Regions from separate parts of the Mus musculus genome. Here all the other regions are linked to region 2. The links are chromatin contacts, called in public promoter capture Hi-C maps. All regions are on one chromosome and are shown on one strand. Each heading gives the region's core, a stretch centred on a gene start, on an enhancer-like site or on the middle of the called end of the contact. The rest is flanking DNA. Distances are from core to core; before and after follow the strand shown. Region 1 holds the start of Acpp (acid phosphatase, prostate). Region 2 holds the start of Aste1 (asteroid homolog 1). Region 3 overlaps Acad11 (acyl-Coenzyme A dehydrogenase family, member 11).

Evidence for each region. Promoter capture Hi-C pulls out the DNA fragments that hold promoters and counts their contacts.
Region 1: a promoter capture Hi-C map of trophoblast stem cells shows a contact between it and region 2, with 6 times the contacts expected there. The contact joins the promoter of Acpp here to the promoter of Aste1 in region 2. A contact is called at or near these places in 11 of 39 promoter capture datasets (the 3T3-L1 cell line, cranial neural crest, embryonic stem cells and 7 more), 2 of 484 Hi-C or Micro-C datasets (cerebellum and cortical neurons), 7 of 115 datasets of contacts at active chromatin or transcription factors (differentiating embryonic stem cells, embryonic forebrain, embryonic stem cells and 3 more) and 4 of 9 other capture datasets (adipose tissue, liver, macrophages and 1 more).
Region 3: a promoter capture Hi-C map of liver shows a contact between it and region 2, with 3 times the contacts expected there. The contact joins the enhancer-like site here to the promoter of Aste1 in region 2. A contact is called at or near these places in 10 of 39 promoter capture datasets (the 3T3-L1 cell line, the C10 cell line, embryonic stem cells and 5 more), 1 of 115 datasets of contacts at active chromatin or transcription factors (embryonic limb bud) and 2 of 9 other capture datasets (adipose tissue and liver).

Annotation. Positions count from the first base shown.
Region 1 is chr9:104,335,499-104,339,787 of GRCm38.p6, reverse strand. It overlaps Acpp (acid phosphatase, prostate), which reads left to right and starts at 2,066. Exons shown (of 11, transcript NM_207668.2): 1 at 2,066-2,245. The coding sequence starts at 2,129.
Region 2 is chr9:105,392,615-105,397,105 of GRCm38.p6, reverse strand. It overlaps Aste1 (asteroid homolog 1), which reads right to left and starts at 1,744. Exons shown (of 5, transcript NM_025651.5): 1 at 1,441-1,744; 2 at 1-561. The coding sequence starts at 543. Nek11 (NIMA (never in mitosis gene a)-related expressed kinase 11) reads left to right here and starts at 1,819. Exons shown (of 16, transcript NM_172461.3): 1 at 1,819-1,910; 2 at 3,946-4,257. The coding sequence starts at 4,085.
Region 3 is chr9:104,086,249-104,090,442 of GRCm38.p6, reverse strand. Acad11 (acyl-Coenzyme A dehydrogenase family, member 11) reads right to left here. Exons shown (of 20, transcript NM_175324.4): 10 at 108-185. Among named protein-coding and RNA genes, the nearest start is that of Acad11, 25 kb to the right of the region's middle. Within about 2 kb of position 1,727, at least 46 of the 459 cell types and tissues checked have an H3K27ac peak or open chromatin away from gene starts, as enhancers often do. A contact at or near this core is called in adipose tissue and liver, where this site is marked.

The sequences.
Region 1 (4,289 bases), core at 817-3,316, 1.1 Mb after region 2:
TAGAAACGTTTACCCAGTTTATGAAGCAGACAGTTGACTGAACCACGGCTTTTATCAGTAAGGGCAAAGATCACTAACTACCATAGTTCCAAGCATGACCCAAGTGTGGAACAAGGAAGGATACAGAAAGAAGGGAGGCTGCAACCTGAGAGCTTAGGATGCTCGACAGCGCTGGGGATCCAGAACTGGTCAAGAGTTCCCAGCTCACCAAGCCTGCCTGTGTGAACTGTAGCTGGTGGAGACTCCTTTATGCTACCACATGAACACTGCAGGGACTGATACAATATGGCAAGTCTGCCCTGGTCTGGTTGTTCTAGTTGCTTTAGTTCTTGTGATGAGTTACCTGACAGGAAGCCACCCAAGAGACAAATGCTTGGTATGGACTTAAGTAGTAAGGAGTTACAGCCTATAATTGTGGCAGGACTACACAATTAAGACTCTTTGCATCTTGACAGAACAGGAAGCCAAGAGTGAGCCAGGAGTTGTGCCCAGCTACAAAACCTCAAGGCTTGTCCCTAGTGACCTAGTTCTTACAGCAAAGCTCCACTTCCCCCAGGTTTCACAATGTTCAAAAACAGCGACGCGACACAAGCTGGGTAGCACATGTCTAAACTCATGAGGTTATAGAGGGCATTGCAAACCACAATGCTGGGCAGTCTCTGTCTTCACTCCCTTTGCCGTGCACTCTTCTTCTCAGCCTCCCACTGGGTGAAGATCATAATGGAACTATTTGATGGAGACTACAACTGGCAAAGAAAAGACCAAATGTCCCTCTAAATGCATAATCCTACCACACATACACAAATTCTTACTTCCCCATACCATAAGAACCACAGCTTTCCCACACACCGCCTTCCAGGGCTTCCTATGACCACACCGCGATACAACCGGGGCCGTCCAGGTAAATTTAATGAAAATGCTGAGGATGTTTTGGGCAAACCATTGTTCTCTCTCTGTCCTTGGGGCTGAAACATCACAGCGGGTCACTCCGCCCACATCACCTGCAGATTCTCACTGTGCCTCTCCGGCCGATGTTGTTTCCTGTATCGAGGAGACTGCCAGAATGAGAAAAAAAAAAAAAAAAACCAGGAAGCCAAGTTTCTTCAGTGCATACCATCTTTCATAGAGTCCCAGTGAGGTCATGGCTAGAGAGTCAAGGGCGTGTCTTCCTCAGAAGGAAAGGGTCATCACCGAAGTTCGAGACTGTCAACAGCAAAGCAGTGTGGGTTTCTTTGGCTTTGCTTGTTTGTTTTCTGCTTTCATTTGTTAAGGTATGTTATTAGCATGTTGGTTGCACGTCTTAATGGGTCTCACTGCGCCTTTTTCATACGTGTGCATAATGCATCTCTATCAAATTCACTTCCGTACCTATCTTACCCTCCCGCTCAAGTTAATCCCGATTGTCATATTGACAGATTGTCCCTTTGTTGCTATTTGGTTTTGATTTGTGACCCAAGGAGTTCAGTCACAGGAGCTGGGAGTCGGGGCGGAGGACGCTGTGAGCTTTTTGTGATTGCTTGTGTGTATTTTCTACAGGGCCTCCAAACCCAGCTTTGCGTTGCTGCGAATGATCCCAATGATCCCAGATGCCTTCAGGCATGAAGAGAAATCTTCTGTGTATCCTTGACCTCCCTCTCCTGCCACTTTAAAACACCTTTATTGGCTCCATGAGAGTTTAAGACCAGACACCGCGTTTGGCAGGGGAACGAGCTTCCTCCTGTCGATACATGCCCACTACTGAGGCTTCCTCACACACACACTGAGCTGAATCCTAAACCTTCCAGAGGCAGGGGGAATTTCTTCCCAAAGGCTATGCATCACCATCCGGCTGTGGAAAAGATAAAGATGTGCCCGGAAAGCAAAAGAGAAGGCTGGGCAGGAGCCTGAGGTCTTGAGTTACGCCTGCTCTGGCTCCTAATTGAAGTGGAGGAGGCTGCTCTGAAGAAACTCACAGACGACCTGGCATTATTTGCATGCTAAGCTCTGCCCCACCCTCCTTGCAATCCTAATAGGGAAGAATGTGGCTCCGCCTTCCTGTCAATCTTTTGATTAAATAGGCACTTCCCTCCCGAAGGCTTCTGAAGTGCAGCACCTCCTAAGGCTGCCCAAAGCAGCTCTCTCCCCGACCATGCGAGCCGTTCCTCTGCCCCTGAGCCGGACAGCAAGCCTCAGCCTTGGCTTCTTGCTCCTGCTTTCTCTCTGCCTGGACCCAGGCCAAGCCAAGGAGTTGAAGTTTGTGACATTGGTAAGTACACCTTTTCTCATTGTTTTTCCTGTTCCGAGAACACTTGGTTAAGTGTTGCCTTTCGTGTTTCCTCTCTGCTGTCTGCCTGAGGGCAGGCACTGTTCAGACTCAGAAAGTGAGGAGTCGCACGAGTTTGTTTTAAAGACAACAACAGTCTCACGTGCTATCGATGGTACTGTTCCTTTACAGCTGCCCTCAAGTCCAATGCCTTCGGACTGACAGGTTACTTCAGGAGAACAGGCAGCGTAGAGCACAGTTCAGATATTCAGGAGCTAGCCTGGCCTCTTTCCATTCAGTGATCATTAGTTCGCAAACCAAGGACCAGTCAGTTTCTGAAGTCAAGTCTCTCGTGTTTATCATGACTCTGGAACATATGCCTGTAGTTATGTGTTTGATAGCACAAAAGACAAACTGAACAGAGTTTCAGAGTGACTATCAGATAAAAGATTCAGTTGACCATTAAAACCATGATTTTCCGTGCATATGGTAACTGAGACAAGCCATGAAAAGAAGAGATCTGTGACTTGCCTGTTGTCAAGGAAAAAATTATATACAGTCGGGTGTTAAAAAAAAAAAACATATGGGAAAGGGCTGGAGAGATGGCTCCATGGTTAAGAGCACTGACTGCTCTTCCAGAGGTCCTGAGTTCAAATCCCAGCAACCACATGGTGGCTCACAACCGTCTGTTGGGATCTGATGCCCTCTTCTGGTGTGTCTGAAGACAGGTACTGTGTACTTATATACATAAAATCAATAAATAATTCTTTAAAAAAATATATGGGAAGTGCATTTTCAAAGTCAGGAGGATTCACCTCCTCTTCCTCCCTGCAAGAGAATTCCCAGAAACGATTTTCATGACTTAGAGAAGGACGCCTCTTAGTTTGCACTTAAATATGATGTTCCTTTCCTGCCAAGGTGAGGTACTCAGGAGATTCTTTTCTTTCTACAGAAAAAAAAATCTTTAATTTTACATAAATTATGATTCTTAGTACAGTAGATCTTTACCAGTCGTGAGTCAGGAACGAAATGGAAGAAAGACAAAGACCCATCAAGCCATTTGCCAGCTGTGTGGCTTTTGTGTCCATAAAGCAACAAGACACCCCCTACCTTCTGCAGGAACACCTATGCGAGTTATTCTTTCCCTTCCACGCATGGCATCCTTGCCAACAAGCTCCTTAGAAGAGGATAGGGACCGTGGCATTGTGGCTGTGTTCTGTTGGTCGTGCCATACTGGGCTCGGAAACAGCTGGCTTCAAGGCAACCTTCTTTGAGGCATTAGAGTGGCCCTCTGAGTCCCAGCCACAGCCCAGGTAACTTGCCTTGGCTGCCAAAGATTGTGGGTCTTCTTTCCCTCCTGTCTGCCTCTCCGGTCTCCGTTAAAATACGGTCAGTGGCCAGCTGGTAAATTCTTCCTTAAAGAAGAACCAAGCTACGAAGGTAGCTGTCTTACAACTCAAAAGTTAACCAACACTGTATAAAGCAAATGTTATGTTTTCTACCGCGGCTTCTAGGAATGTTAAACAATGGGCAATTTAATGCATCTTCCTTGGCCTTAGCAAAACATCTTCTCTCTGATGATATCAGCCAGAAGGTCTCATTTTCTTCTTTTGATTGATTGTAAAGACTATTGTATATAAATAGTAACCTTGAACATTCAGAGAAATCCTCAGAAGATTTCTCTGAATCAGAAGATTTTTTTGTTTGTTTGTTTGTTTGCTTGCTTGTTTTTTCGAGACAGGGTTTCTCTGTGTAGCCCTGGCTGTCCTGGAACTCACTCTGTAGACCAGGCTGGCCTCAAACTTAGAAATCCTCCTGTCTCTGCCTCCCAAGTGCTGGGATTAAAGGCATGTGCCACCACTGCCCGGCTAATTCAGAAGATTAGTAAGAGAACAAATTTTAAAATGTCTAGTCTGGGGCCAGGCATGGTGGCGCATGCCTTTAATCCCAGCACTCGGGAGGCAGAGGCAGGTGAATTTCTGAGTTTGAGGCTAGCCTGGTCTACAAAGTGAGTTCCAGGACAGCCAGGGCTACACAGAGAAACCCC
Region 2 (4,491 bases), core at 495-2,994:
TCTCCACTGGAAGCTATTCAGTGAGCAAAACCCACTTCTCAAGTCAAAAATGCAAAAGTCACTATCCGATGATAGCACAGGACAATTCCAGTGATTGGCAAGTGTCATAATGTCCCGATCTGCTTCTGAAAAGCTCTGTACGAAACATACCTCAAGCCTGATCAAAACCTGTATGAACACTTCTCGGATGAGTAAGGGGCACACATTCCCACCCCCACCAAGAGAAAGGGAACGGGCTGCTTGGATCTTCTCTTTTGCTCGATCCTTCAAAGTTGTCAGCTTTTTATCTGAAATGTCACATCCTCCATCTAATACAACATACGGACAAATATGACACACAAACAGTGATTCAAAGAATTTCTGTACAACATCTGCGAATAAATCATAGTCTCCTCCATACCTGAGCTCCAAGTCAGAATTGAAGCAAAGTCGGTGGAAGAGAGAATAGCCATCAATGATAAGTTTTGTGTTCCGCAATTTCAAATCAACGAAGAATTCATTACTATAATCTTCCACAAAGCTCATTAGTCCCCGAATACCCATGATGATCGACAGAAATCCCTGTTGAAACAAACAAAAAAAATCAATTGCTGGTCTTTTTGATGGCTATTCTTGGTTGTCAATCTGAGTATATCTAGAATCAATCAAGACCCAAACTGCAGGATACGCTGTTGAGGAACTTTGCTTGATTGGATTATTGGAGGTGGAAGACAGAACTTATATCTAGGCCACACCACCTCATGGCAGCCCATATAGAGATAAAGGAAGAAATCTGTTTTGTGAGGGTCAAGGCCAAAAGTCCTAAGCTATAAAAATGACAACCCAGCATAAGACACATAATGAGCCAATTTTTTTTTTCCTTATGGATAACTAGACCCTTGTTACAGGTCTTGAGTGTAGGGTACATTGGAGAGTAGTTTGAGCTAAGGAAAAACACAGCTTTATGCTTCTAGGATCCCAAGTATACAATTTCAACCTCAACTGGATTCTTACACCCCCTTACTAATGGCCTATCTGGCTAACAACTCATAGGATTAGTATTACTGGTTTCCCCCCTCGCCTCTGGCTTCAAATATCGCTTAGCACGATGCTATTGCCAGCCTTGCCCGTGTTTAAAATCGTGAAAGTTTTGCCAACCTTGGAATTTTTGCATTTTGATTTTTGTGGGGCTACCACATAAAAAAATGCATCCTCCTGAATTTTTTGCCTTTGGTATCAGCTTACATTATTGCACTTGATTTTTTATCTCACCTCAGATCCACCTCGGCCAACATCTCAACACTTTTTAATTCTGAATCGTCATGTCTTTCCCGGTTTGTCATGTGGTTTCTGCGAACTCACTGTAAACTAATGACTTGACCTTGAGCGAAGTAGCTCAAGGAATGCAAGCAAAGGGCAGGAAAAGGTAGGATCTAATTCCTCAACCACCAATCTTCCTACCTCAACCTGCTCCTGCCCTCCGGATCCGCCGGCTGCTTCCGCCCGACCGCCGGCTCACTTCACCAGCAGCAGCAGGTAGGATCCCGGGGAGAAACGGCAGACCCGCGGGTGCGTGGAAGACCGCGAGCGGAAACAGGAAGTGCTGCGAACGACGTCACTGGGAAGCCTGGCTCCGAGAAGCTGAGGGCTCTCCCTGGAGGAGAAAATGCTTTCGGGCCGGGTGGTGGGAACTTGGTGTGAGAGGTTGAGCCATTCCTCTCACACTTGCGGCCGCCTCCTCACCCTGCTCGCTTCGCCACGCCTCGAAGGGTCCGGCGCGCTTCCGTTGGATTGGACGCCGGAACGTCGACTTCCCAGCAGCCCCCGCGCCGTCTCCGTGGCGACGATGTTAAACAACCACGCCCTCCGAGGCAGCGAGCTCTAGGCTGACGGAGGCTTGGCCGGGCGCCGCAGGCTGGGGACCTGTAAAGGTAATGAAAGTGGATCTCTCGGGCAGCCGGGTCCCACAGCCCCTGGACCGCATTCCCCTTCGGGAGACTAAGCGCCCTGCTCCTCGATATACATTCACGCGCTCCGCGAAAAACTTAAGGTTTATTTGTTGAAGAGACAAGTTTTTTCGTTTTACCTCAGGGTTAGAGTTTACTTCTCAGGTCAGATTTAGTTAGCAGAACCTCAGGTCAAAACAGCTTCCTAGTTTTTTGGGTTTTTTGACATGGACATAAACCACTCAGTTCTTACCATCGGTAAACACTTGACTTTCTCTTTACCTGCCCCAGCGGGATGGGTACCCCAGGGATGGTTAGCACAAAGTGGGCGTCTCTCAGCTTTCTTCTAGTTCCTATTATGTTTTCTTTCCTTTACTTGTCTTTGGGTCACATTTGGTATGCTGGATCTTTCTTCGCTCTCCAAACGTTTGCTAACAACTGTATGTCAGCTGTTAGCTAGGCCCCAGGGATACAAGCATAACCTGTGTCCCTAGCACCCAAGTTCATCCTCTGCCCTAGGTTCAGATCCAGCCTGCAGTGTGTGTACATTCCATGGATACCAACTGAGATGAGGGCGACAGAGCTGATTCTGTGTGATGAGCCTGGAGAGGCTGCTCACACACTGCTGGGTTTATTACTCCATTACAAATAGAAGCTTTGGTCCTCCATCTTGAGTTCAGCTCTTTACTAAGTGGGGACTTTAATCGCCTCTCCACATTGAGAATTATTATTAGTGATCTGAAAGGCGACAGAGAGGCCATTTTTTTTTTTTGAACAGCCTAGTTTATCTAGAAATCACCACTTTTATGCCAGTCAAAGAAGCAAACAGAAGGTACCTTTTAGGACCTATTCTTTAGATTCTGCAGATTTTAGTAACGTTTCCTTGAGGAGAGGGGCATTGCTCTCACTGGGACTAGATCAAACCACAGATTAGTACATTATTTAAAGAAGACAAAATTACAAATAGGTTTTATGTTTTGCAGTTTTTTTTTTTCTGTTTGAGTGTCCTTGTAGGTTTTGTGGTAAATGTTGAGCCCACAGGTCAACACTATAACACTATTTTTTTCTCGTTGTTTTAGAATTGCTGAATATGAAAACCTAATGCCAAGGTGTACATAGTATTCAGCGTAAAGTCCTATTTTCATGTAGATTTTAAACAAAAGCACAGTTTTCAATAAAACATTCAACACTTTGATGGAATGGAGTAAGAGTGTGTTTTGTGGAATACTTTCTCATGGGACAGTTCTGCCATTCATAACATTTCATAGCTCCCTCAGGAACTGTGGCTTCACCTGTACTACACTTAGAGTCAGCTAGCTTTAAAACGCAGTCTTAGGTCTGAGGTGCATGTCCTTACTTCTAATCCAGGAGATAGCTCTGTACCCAGTGTGTACAATAGAAATGGAATCAGATCTTGCTTAAGATGGGGGGGGGGCACTGAATTGATATCCTTCCACATAGCTAGTCTAGCAAACAGACACCCCAAAACTGTGATTTAAAGTTGACATGGGCAAAAAGCAAAGGGAAGCAGAATATGCTAATCAGGGTTTAACCCCAATTTACTCTGTGCTGAGTCAAAGCAGACTGAGAGGGAGGAAAGCATCACCAGGGAGTTGGCCTATGTGTGCATTAGGGGAAGCCATGGCCCTGGGTTCGCATTGGTTTTTAAGTCGATGGGGAGTATAAATATCTAACAAAATATGAATCATAAAACAAATACACATTTCAGGAGTCAGTAAAAATGTGGCTCTAAACTATTGTGATAAAGTTGCATGTATAAGGAAGGCTCTTTTTCTATGAGAGAGTGCCTTCTGGAATTTACTGTATTTCCTTTCATCCTACAAAACACATGCACACACATACACACACACATACACACACACACACAGAGAGAGAGAGAGAGAGAAAGAGAGAGAGAGAGAGAGAGAGAGCACGAGCATTAGCTGGTGTGATAACACAAGATACACTGCAGGTATCATTGCCAAAAGCTTATACTTTTTTTTTTGTGGGAATCTTGTAGTTGCTTTTAGACACGATTTGTGGAGTTCCCATATATCTGGCATCAATCAACACTTCCCGTTTGACTTTTCAAACATCAGCTCGGATGCCCAACTGTTGTTTCTGTGAATGAACAAGCCAGTTTTATCTTGTTTGGAGCAATGCTGAAATTCCAAGAGACTGCGAAGTGTGTGGGCAGAAGACCCACAGTCATCCCCATGTACCCGACCGCTTTGATTGCAAGAAGATATGTTCTTCAGCAGAAACTTGGCAGTGGAAGTTTTGGAACTGTCTATCTGGTGTCAGACAAGAAAGCCAAACCTGGAGAGGAGCTGTAAGTAATAAACTGCGCATGTGTGCGTAGCCACAGGCTGCTTTAGAACACGGAGTCACATCTGATCTGTACTCTGTATCAAACAGGAAACTTACAAACAGAAAAGGGCTTCACAAATTTCTGTATAGATGCCCCACCTCCATTTTACTTGAAGTCACAGGGCTTTGCTTTTAAAAACTGAACTATACTCCTAGCCCCAAATAAGATTATAAAAATAAAAACTGGGTAGTGGTG
Region 3 (4,194 bases), core at 478-2,977, 1.3 Mb after region 2:
GGGAAAAGTTATTATCATTGAGGTTATCCTTTATCTACATGACGATGATAATTAAGGGCCCCCAAACATGCAGCTCCCCATGTTGAGTGCCTTCTTGTCTCTCTTACCTTTAGTTTTTCGATCACTAAGGGGTGTCCCCACTTTTCCGCTGAGTTTCCACTTTGAGCATAGTATTCAGCTACTTCCTTAAGACAGTGAAGAGAAAATGATTAGACCAAGTTAGTACAAAGCCACAATGTCATGAAAACCATGAGTGTGTGTGTGTGTGTGTGTGTGCACGCGCTCGCGTGTGCTGGCGCATTCAAATATGTGTGGGCTGGAACTCCTAATTCTGCATCAGCTGCCTAAGCGCTGGGATTACAGGCATGTGTCACCATCCTGGTTAGTAATGTTTCTTTTTATTAATAGGTGCAGAATAAAAAAACTTCTAAATATTTGTTCATCAAAAATTATTCTGATCCGGGCGTGGTGGCACAGGCCTTTAATCCCGGCACTCGGGAGGCAGAGGCAGGCAGATTTCTGACTTCGAGGCCAGCCTGGTCTACAAAGTGAGTTCCAGGACAGCCAGGGCTACACAGAGAAACCCTGTCTTGAAAAACCAAACAAAAAAAATTATTCTGCCTCGATATTAGACAGTAATAGACAGTAATAATCTGATTCCCAAGGTTTACATATTCTGTCTCCAGCAACATGGTACACAGTGGGCATAGAAACCTCTCAACTAAAAAGGCTGGGTGAGGCCGGGTGTGGTGGCACAGGCCTTTAATCCCGGCACTCGGGAGGCAGAGGCAGGCAGATTTCAGAGTTCAAGGCCAGCCTACAAAGTGAGTTACCAGGACAGCCAGGACTAAACAGAGAAACCCTGTCTCAAAAAAAAAAAAAAAAAAAAAAAAAAAGGCTGGGTGAAGTGTTACCAGTTGAAGATATATTAAGTAATGCACAGTTGTTCTGGAAGAAAACAACAAAACAGCTTCATCCTTCAGGCAGGCAGGAGGATGGGAACTAAAGTTTGTCCTCTGGGCTATGGAGGCTGACCTAGGCCTTGGTTCTCAATGGGCCACATCAGTCGGGCACAGGCTCATGATAAGGCCAGGGGCTGGACAGAGCATTTGGAACTTTGGTTCCATCAAAGCCAGGAGGCTTGAGAAGTGAAACCCAAGGAGGGAACAAATAGAACAGAGAAACACACAGAAAATCTGCACCTTTGGAGGCACAGCCTGGGGAGAAAGCCTTCACACAGCTCTCCGTTTGCAGTGAAACAGAAGAGAGAAATGTCAGGCTCAGAAACCTGCCTTCATCCAAGCCTGGGATCTAAATGCCAGACCTGAGCGGCCCTCAAACCTCACACCCAAATTAAGTTTACAATGTCCTGCCAGCAGTGGCCCCAAACAGCTGTCCAGAACTAAACCAGCCCTTCTAGAGGAAAGAGTTTGGTACAAAAACTCATGTGACTCCTTCAGAAAAAAAAAAAAAAAAAGAATTCACTCCACAGTCCATCCTGAAAAATCCCTAATCGCTGCAGGAAACCAGCCACCACAGGCAAGAATCAGCAAAACAGCCGTGTTTCCTTACAGCCACAGATATTGCTTACATTCACAGCATAAAATAGTTGTGGTGAGTAGATTCCAAAAAGAAAGAAAGGAATTACAAGATTGACAATGGGCTACTAAAACAAACTTGGGAAGCAAGCCAAGGAAACGGAAGCCTTGGCAATGAACCGTAAGAAGGCTACCGCTGGCAAGCTCCAGTACAGCTTCTTAAAGGCTGGTGGGACCGGAAGCTTCTCCTGCCCCCCGGGGAGGCCCTGGGGACCAACAGAGCAGGCGAGCACCTACAGTCCTTTGTTGAGTCTGGGCCTTTCTTCTTTAAGGGCTCTCTGGACATTTTTCACACTCTCCAAAGTTAGACTATGGAGAACTGAACAACACGGCAGGAAGAGCTAAAGCAATTACTTAGTTCAGAAACTTGAGAGAAGAAAAGTGTGAGTGAAAAAGGATATGCCGGACCCAGGAGACTGAGTGCTTACTTCCACGGCAACCATGAAGCTAGCAATGGGAGAGGACAGTGAGACGGCTCAGAGGGGAAGGGTACTTGCTGCCAAGACTGGCGGTGACCAGAGTTCGATCCCGCAGATCCGACTTCAATATGCATACCAACCCCCCCAAATAAATGAACAAATGTAATTACAAGGTCAAAAGGAAACTGAAGGGTGAAATCTTCAACTCCTGAGAGAAAGTAATTAACAACCTGGAATTCATATCCCAAACTGTTGGCTGCTGCTGCTGCTGGTGGCGGCACCCGTACCTATCATCTTAGCCCTCGAGAAGCTGAGGCAGGAGGATCATGAGTTTGAGGCCAGACTGAACTAATTAGGGAGACCCTGTCTCAAAACATTAAAGATTTAGGACAAAATAAAAGTATCATCAATAGGCAAGGTACTACCTATCCCCTCAAAAACAAAACAAAGCAAACACCAACCAAAGGGCAGCCACAAAAGCTCCCGCAGACTCTCAGCAAAGCAGCTCGGCTCCAAGAGAAACATCTGAGTTGCAAGAATGAACGATAAAGTAATAACAAAGTGGGAAAGTCTAAATTACACTGTTCAGGCCGAATAGTAACCTCTGCTTTGTACAACTGAAAGAGTACAATAGAAATAGGGGATGATAGTTCTACAAAAGCTTAGAGATGCAGTTATAAATACTTACAGCATCTCTTTATCAACTACTCTCTCTACACGTCAGCTAAAAGAATCATGGGGTTAAAGGTCATGGGAACTGTCAAAGCTTTTGGTGTGAATCATCAGGTTATTGTAGATTATTCTCCCAAACTACACTGCTTTTGGCAATTGACTACCATGTTCCTTTTAGGGAAGCAAGGCTTGTCTGGGGTCCAGCAATGTACAAGGCAGAGGCTCGCACTTTCAAAGGCTCCAGGATGGAGGGCGCTTGTCACATCTGTCAGGGAAATCGCTAGGCTTTCTGTTTGGGGCTGCATATTATGCCTGTTCCTAGGGGGCCATAGAAGGTCAGTGCCATTCATTGTGTTTGGTAATGAGTATATTAGGGAAGATGTTTATGGTGTCCTCATTCTGCCTACCTCATTATGACGCTACAGTTCTGAGAACCAAATCCTACCTGTGTTTACATGCCCGAGAAGGGTGGGTTCATCTTAAGCCATGCTAAAGAGATAGGAGGAGTAACTACTAATTACTCCTTTCATGAAATACTATACTTTTCCTTCCAAGAATTAACTGCCCCTAGCCCAGATTCCCGTGAGCTGAGCCACCTTGGGGTTTAGCTTGGTCTGCCCATCTTTCTGACTCAACTTTCCCCGTTCCTTCACTTTGGATGCTGGCCACTTTTTCTGGCACATTGTTTCCTTACTCTTCTCTGTCTACAGCCTCCCTCCCTGCCATGTGGCTGTCCGGTGCCATGTGGTGACTTTAATTATTCCTTAAGTGTGTCATGGCCTAGCTTTTCTTCTCCCCTCTGAGAAGCTCCTGAGACTTAGAACGTGACTGCCATGGGTCCCTTCCTTTGTAGGTATAATAACACTGCCCCCAAGCTTCCATTTGAGTCCACTTCTTAAAGTCTTTTAATAATGAGACCAGGAACTCCACAAGGGTCCCTGCATTTACCCGTATCATCTGGTGACCATGAAGAGACTCCCTTGAACTCTGGTAACGTCACCACTATGGCCTGTGTGTGCCCCCTACACCATGTTGCTTGTTCTGCCCGAATCGGAGTGCTAGTGTTCTTCACTGGTTTTCAAAAGGAAGAACTGGCGTGGTACAGTTTCAGAGATGGGTTATGTGTTCATTTTAGGCTACCTGGGGAGTTCCAAAAGCTCACAGAAATAGCCCTGCCAATCTTATTTTTTTTCTTGTTATGGAAAATACATAAAAATATAAACAAAAAGCCACCAAGAATTTCAGTAGCTCAAGGTACACAATGTTAGACGCTGCTGCAGTGCATGACAGAATATTATTTTCTAGACACGCCCATTTTGGTTTGGCACCTCAGTTGTAATAACATTGAAAAAAATTTAATGTTTTCCCTCTTTTATTTTGAGAAAATCTATTTACTTCTCTACAGATCATTCCAAATTATGTCCTGCAGCTGGGGATGAACTGTTCTGATCATCTACAGGATAAAACTACACAGGTTGTTACAAGTACTTGAATGAAGACATAGT